Linked DNA regions of Triticum aestivum: region 1 is linked to region 2. A link is a contact called in public Hi-C data. All regions are on one chromosome and are shown on one strand. The core of a region is the stretch at or near the end of the contact, and the rest is flanking DNA. Distances in the headings are between cores, read along the strand shown.

The links. Hi-C and Micro-C count contacts between places; a contact is called where the count stands out from the background.
Region 1: a contact with region 2 is called in a Hi-C map of leaf, with 5 times the contacts expected there. The contact joins the promoter of LOC100146086 here to the promoter of LOC123164280 in region 2. A contact is called at or near these places in 2 of 5 Hi-C or Micro-C datasets (both in leaf).

What each region holds. Positions count from the first base shown.
Region 1 is chr7D:173,287,299-173,291,061 of IWGSC CS RefSeq v2.1, reverse strand. It overlaps LOC100146086 (zinc finger protein HD1), which reads right to left and starts at 1,889. Exons shown (of 3, transcript XM_044588418.1): 1 at 1,821-1,889; 2 at 711-1,529. The coding sequence starts at 1,889. All of the region lies in intron 2 of LOC123170561 (peroxidase 11), which reads left to right.
Region 2 is chr7D:172,946,108-172,949,901 of IWGSC CS RefSeq v2.1, reverse strand. It overlaps LOC123164280 (importin-9), which reads left to right and starts at 2,431. Exons shown (of 33, transcript XM_044581696.1): 1 at 2,431-2,788. The coding sequence starts at 2,659.

The DNA of each region.
Region 1 (3,763 bases), core at 640-3,139, 340 kb before region 2:
AAACCTACACTAGACATGTTATGAAATATCTAATGATATATCATATTCTTTCATGTAGTCATTGGTGTGTATAGAAAAGTTGGTAAACAGAGAGCGTAGTTTCTAGTTGACAGAGAATTTGAGAGTGTGTGTATGGAGTGAGTCGAGTGACCTTTTAGTTACTGAGAAAACTTGAATATTCTATGTTTAGAAAGTACACGGACTAATAATCAATTATATGCCTAGACTTTCTTTGGAGTGTCTATGACAGCAGTTCCATTTTAATTAGTGTACTTTCCTAGAGATGAATTGTGTACTTCTCTAGTTGGCAGAGAATTTCAGAGTTTACATATGGATTGACTTTTTAATTACTGAGCTGAGTTGGGTGTTCTATGTGTAAAAGGAGACAAACTAATCCATTAATCTGCGTAGGCATGGGCTGTGTACTTTTCTTTGAAGTGGCTATGTCAGCAGTTCCATTTTGGAAATAATCAGCTGAAGTTCTCTACCTAGAAGTAGAAAAAGTTGAAGAAAGAACCAAAAAAGTGAGGAAACACTAAATACTGACGTTTCACACTTTCACTTGCACCAAAAAAAAGTACTCTGGCTGATCTTATCATTTTATTTCATATGGTCTTCCACCTGAAGTATGCATGAACTCTAGTTTGAGGAAATTATAGCATGATATGTAAGTTGTAATGCCATAATAAATAAGTAATAGAAGAACTCACGCTGTTGTTGACGGAATCTGTGTAAGCACTAACCCCAGCAGTCACGGAGGCAGCCTGCTCTGCCCTTACAAGTGGTGCATAACCACTCTGATGTGGCCTGCTCACAATTGCAGACTGCGAAGGTACTATGCACTCACTCCCTTCCTTCTCCACGTACTCCTTTTGCATCTGCTGCTCCGCGTACTCCTTTTGCATCTGCTGCAGATGTTGTTGTTCTTGCATCACATACTGCTCTTGGTTGTTCATGTGGCTATCATAGTAAGAATTGTACCCGACAAGGTCAAAGTACTGATCCACTTCACCAAAGTATCTGCTACTGCTGCTGCTGCTGCTGTGGTTGCCACTGTGATTATGGTTATCAGAATCTTTGCTGAGCAGCAGCCAAGAGGCGTCCTCTTCCTTGCTGCCGAGGACAGGAGCGGTGGCTGCTGCCTCGGCAAATAAAGAAGCAGCTGGAATGGCTGCGACCGGGTGTGACACCACGGGCACGCGCTGGTGCATCGTGGCAAGCAGGTTTGCGTAGTGTACCTGTGCTTCATAGGCGGCGCACAACGCTGCAGCATCTGCATGACATTCCAGCACCACTGGTGCATGCTTGTAGGCCTCGGAGAGGAGCACACGCTCATGGCGCGAGGCCACACGGTTTGCAGCGTGGATCTGCGCATCACAAGATGCACAGAGGTACGCGGAGTCGGCGCGGCAGTACACCACGCTTGGCACCGTGCAACATCCGTCGCACAGCCTGGCCCAGCTCCCTTCTCGTCCAACCGCCTCCTCATAAACGGTGCCGTTGGAAACACAATTCATGAACAAGGTGGCCTTGTGACTTGCACCACAAAGACCATGCAAGGGGTATTAGCGAAGGTAGTAGCTACTGTTTCCCTACATATTCTGTGTATATGTCTTCTTCTGCTCCTCTACCTCTCATGGCTCTTTCGTATGTGTTCATGCACTGCCTATGTGAGTATGGAGGAATGTCAGGAATGTAGGACGTCCAGTCCAGAGTATACTAATAGTAGGGTGTCAGTGGGGTGACACTTGGCGTCATTCTTGGGGGCGAGGATTATAGTGTGCCTGGTTTGTGGTTAGCTTTGGATGTTGCTGCTTCACTATCCTGTGCCAATGCCGGTCTTCCGATGCAGAGTCGTTTTCAGATAAACATTTAATGCACCTCGGCATGCCTGCGAGTTAGCTCTAGTGTTGCTCAGCTAAATCTGCTTGAGCTTGATATCAAATCTATCTGGTGAAAGAAATTTGCATGTTTGCAAGTAGAAGACTTAAATCTTTTACAATTACTTTCCCATTTTTTGTCAGGATGATCCGTGTGTTCACTTTTTACATTTGTACTCAGATGCCAGCTAATTTGAATAGCCGCTGATGCAAACCCGGAGGTGCATTCCATCGATCAAGAGAACTCTCATATATATCACACGATTGATTGGCCCTGGATGATGAAATTGTCTTTGCCTGGATTGGACTAAACCTAAAGGTAGAAACTAGAGGGAACTAGAAGCCATTATGGTATAAAGGAGACAGAGGGAAGATGCTGCATCTCTCTTTATGAGCAGTTGCACCCTTTAGCAAAAGAGAAAGGGGAGCTGTCTTCTGTTAGATTCCAAAGCATGAGGTTTCCTGCCATTCATTGGCGCTCTCCCTTAGCCGTTCCGCCTTTTGGAACCTCAAGTGTGAGGTAGCAAGTTGAGATATTGAGAAAAGCTCAAAAGCACCCGCCATGTCACTAGATAGTTTCTTTGCCGTCCTATTCATCTGAAAATATCTAATATGATGTGTAGTGGAGAAGTCAATTTGACGGTGCGTCTTGCTTATCAGCTATGAGGATTTGCTAACCAGCAAGAAATTCCCATTGCTTCTCACGCGTTCTATTTAGAATCTGTTGTTTTTCTTTTCAAGGCAAATCCATCTGTGGTCTAGTCTCTAACCTTTCTGAGTTATGCCTTTGGTACTAGCCCTGTCAGACCATGAATTACTATGCATTTGTTACTATGCTTTGTAGAAAAGAACACACATTAATGTTCTTATTTTCACGAGTTCTTATATAGTATTTGAAAGAGTAGCTTGGTTATTTGAGTACTGCTAGTGCTCAGCGCAAGACAGCCATAGATACCTTCTTTATAGTGTAAAAAAGGAGATACTTTCTGGATTGATGTATTGAGTTTTTTTTTTTTTGCGAATAAGTTTGCTTGTTTGTTGGTTGAGTTAAGTAGTGTGTCAAAATTTAGAGATTAAACAAGATATATTCTTTATGTACATACTTCATTTGTGTATTTTCCTTTATTTTTATGGATAGAGGTGTATCACATATAGTCGACGAACTGCGCATGAAGTTGCATCAGATAAATTCTTCTGTGAATTAGATACTTTCAATGATTGAACAAGTCTTCACACAAGATTTTGGAACAAAAGATAAATTTGCATGTAAGTCTGCAACATGGCTACTGGTTTGAAGGAGCTTATGTTACTTGGTTAGATAACCTTGCACCACGTTAAACAAATTACCCCTTGGTATGTATGATTCAAAACAATAAGACGATAATGTTGGGGAAAAGAATCTCATTCCCACCAGTAGTTCGATCAGGTATGTGCAGCTAAAAGCATAAAGATAGATATTTTTCTGCTCATATCCATATTTATTCTGTTTCATGAGTGCGTATATATACAGAAGTTTCATGTAGGTGGTGACTCATGAGTTGCCAAAACAACTGAAGAATGGGCTCCATGACACAAGATATTTAGAAGATGGTGACAACTAAAGCAATGTTGGGGGTACTTTGACTGGGGCAGCTCTTGTGTCATGGTCGTGTTAGAGAGGTGTCCAGCAGCTGTCGTGAAGAAGCCTTCGAGGCCCTGTGCGTCGCTTCTTCGTCATTCTTGGCTAGAGGCTGGGCAAGGCGAGTCCCATGCCTTCACGTTCCGAAGAATGGGTTGTCTCCACACCTGGTTGTATACCGTCTTATGCCTTCGTGCTTTCTTTTCTTTTCCTGGCCTCGCCAAAATTTGGTCCCTCGTGCTTTCTTCTTATGAAAATGACCTGC
Region 2 (3,794 bases), core at 1,182-3,681:
GATGGGCCAGCCCATTTCATTTTTCTTTTTGTAAGGAGCTGCAGCAAAAAGGGCACGCTCAGGTGAATTTCGATCCCGCGCCGACCGGCTTCACATCAAAACGGCGTAACCACCTCAGCCGTTCATCAATCTGTGAAGTTCTGCAGCTTCTTCATTCTTTTATTCTTTCCTGTTCTTTATTCCTTTTTCTTTTTATTTCTTCTTTTTCTTTTTCTTTTTCTTTTTTTTCTTTTTTCTTTTTCTAAATAGATGCAAAAAGTTCACAGAATTTTATGAACGATTATTTTTCCTAATTGGATGAACGTTTTTTAGGAAATCGGCGAACTTTTTTAAAAACCGGTGATCTTTTTCTAAATTCGATGGACTTTTTTTTAAATGTGATGAACTTTTTTTATAATTTCGATGAACTTTTTTCAAATTTGATGGGCTTTTTGGTTAAATTCGTGAACTTCTTTTTGAAGTTTGTATAATTTTTTCAAAACTGATGAATTTTTTTCAAAATCGGTGAACTATTTTCAGAATCGATGAACTTTGTTTCAAATTTGATGAACGTTTTTTCAAATTCGTTGAACTTTTTTTAGATTCGATAAACTTTTCTTAAAAAAGAAGGATGAACGTTTTTTCAAATTCGTTGAACTTTTTTTAGATTCGATGAACTTAAAAAAAAGGATGATCTTTTTACATATTTGATGAACTTTTTTCAAATAGATGAACTTTTTTCAAATAGATGAACTTTTTTGAAAATCGATGAACTTTTTTTAGTTCACTGAACTTTTATTAAACATCAATGAACTGTTTTTTTTAATTGGTAAACTTTTTTCAAAATTTGATGAAGTGTTTTTAAAATAATTAGGAAATCTAATAAATAGCGCTAATTTATTGGTTCTTATACATTTCGCGTTCATTGTAGTCTCTAGCGGTTACTTGTTGTAGTGGCTAGCGGAATGGTTCCTCCCTGTAGTTTCAATGCTTCAGTTCGAGTGACGGTACCTGCAGTTTTTTTGCGTGTTTTTTTCGCCAGACATTTTTCCTTCTACAGCGCGTGGTGGGCCGGCCCATGAGGTCGGTGTGCGAGCGCCAGATTCCTGAACCGGCGCTTAAGGCGCCGGTTAGGAGCTCCCTCCTTCGGTTGCTCTCGGAAGATTCTCATGTGATCTGGTCAACCATTGATCGTTGAATTAAACAAATGAATCTGAAAAAACCGTAAAAGATAAATAAACATGAAAATTTGTAAAAATTGTGGATTTGAACAAAATTCATAGACTTGTAAAAAGGTTCAAAATATATTTTTTCTAATTTTGAAAAAAATAAAAATTCTAGAAAAGTTCATAGTATTGGAAAAAAGGTTGTGGATTTGAAAAAAGTTCACGAATTCGAAAAAACTCGTGGATTTGGAATTTTTTTGCACACTTGAAAACGTTGACGAGTTCAAAAAAGTTCACGGATTTGTAAAAAAATTGTGAACTCAAAAATTTGACGAGTTCAAAAAAAGTTTGTACAATTTGAAAAAAGTTCACAAATTTGAAAAACTTCATGCATTCGACAAAATATTAATGGAGTTGAATTTCTTTACAAAATTTAAAATAGTTCATACATTTGAAAAAATAGTGAAATAAATAAAAAACGAAAAAGAAGAAATACCAATTAGGAAAACTGAAAAAAAGATTTGAAGTTTTCTTAAACCGACTGTAAGCTTCTAGAAGGTTTACAAAATCGGCTGGGATGATTCAGAAAAACAAAAGCAGCGACTGGCTGGCCCATTCACAAGCGGGGCGTTGTGGAAATGAAGAAAAAATGCGGTCGTGAAAGAGTGAAAAAAAATATTAAATGGGCCGAGCCCCGGTGGAGAGGAGATGTGCCGGCCTATCGAATATAAACAGTAACCGGCGGAGAAGGCGCTAAATAGAGTTCAGCTATTCCTACTATCTTTTTTTCTCTACGAGAACAATGCCCGTGCGTTGCAAAGACATAAATCTTCTAGTACGCCGGATTGTGATTTACCTGTCTATAATAATGCGATTGTGTGAATAAATGATCATCAAATTCTGCGCATGAATTACCTTATATTTTGATCCGAAGTTTGGTAAGTAAATTAAAGTGGAAAAGGCAAGTAAAGTAAGTTGATTTATTATCATGCAAGAAAAGGTGATTGGAAGAAAAGTGAAATGAAAACCTTATTTTCTTTTTAAGTAAGTAGAGGACTAGAGGTAGAGATAGAGATTTAGCTTTTTTTTAAGTAACAGATAGAGATTTAGCTAGGTATGCCAACTTTCCCGCCATTCAGCTATTTGGCATGCCAACTTTCTCGCCATTCAAAATAGCAGCCGCCTCCACCAAAGTCCAGCGAACGCGTACCGAACCAACAACCAGCCTGGAAAGCCGGCCCAGTCCAGCGCAGCCTTTTTCTTAACCCGTTCGCTCTCTTCCTCTTCTCCCCGGCCGCCACCACCCTGTCTCCTCTTCCGCCTACCCTCCGCTCCCGTATAAAAACCCTAGCGAAAAACCCCCAAATCCCCCACCATTCCCACCACCCGCCCGCCTTCTCCGAGCGATCCCGCTCAAACCAAAATCAATCCCGTTCAACCAAAAGGCGACCGCGCCGAGCTCCAACCCAACCCTAGGCCCAGGCGAGGCGTCGTCGGCGGTCGATCGTTTGCAATGGCGGCGGCGGGTGCGGCGGACGGCGACCAGCGGTGGCTCGTGGATTGCCTGACGGCCACCCTCGACACCGCCCGCGAGGTCCGCGCCTTCGCCGAGGAGTCGCTCTGCCAGGCCTCCCTCCAGCCAGGTTCGCCTTCGCCGCCCCTCGCTCAGTAACCGACCTTGCTGGATCGAGGCTGCTTCTGCTCCGAGTTGGTGGCCACGCTCCGTTGACGATTTGAGAGTGCGAGAGCTTCGAATTTGACCCCTCCAGATGCGCCAGCGGCTGCTTCGCAGTGTCCTAAAGCTCCCGTGCGCCATGCCGCTGCTGTTTAGGAGACGGCTGGCAGATGCAATTGCCTAAATACTACCCATGGAGCTGCTTAACTTTTGTTACTGCAACTGCTCTTGACCTGTTGTGCTGACCACCATTGCAGTAGTGGAATAAATTACACAGAACCAACACCTTTGAGACAGTCTATTGGAAAACAACCGCCTTGAACTTTTCCTCTCTCCAGAAAACCACCATTCTTGGGACTAACCGTTGCAGAGGATTGACTGCCTTTGACTTGAGCTAAACAACCAAAGTAATGGCCCTGAACCACTGTCAGGGCAGATGTGGCATCTCACATGGACAATACACGGAATTAGGCTCCAGCATATCCTTTTCCATTTCTTTCCCTTCTCTCTACTCTCTCCAAAATAATTACCCCCGACCATTGGTTGAGGGCGTGCGAGGATTGGTGCGTGATGCGGTGATGGAGGGTGAAGGACAAAATCCTGGACTGCAAGTCACTAGTGTGCCTCTTCGGCTCAGAGTTACAAGGCTCCATTTGCCATTGTGGTGATTTACTACTTACATTTCTCTTGGAAGCATCATCTTTGGGCCCTAATCCATGATGTCATTTTACTGTACTCATGCTTTTCAACCACATAAGAACCATATAGTTTGGTTTTGTAGCATCCTGAGTTCCTGAGTCATGCCCTCTTGCTCAGTTCTTGTGGGTTCATGAGTTATGGTTTTTGCTGCATGGTAGCTCATAACCTCTTGACTACCTAACTGTTGGAACAAAATATTTGAATTGGTCATTATCTTGAGACATGAAGTGTATTTTCACTCACTAATCTCCTGCTGTCAGCTGACAATTTCGTGG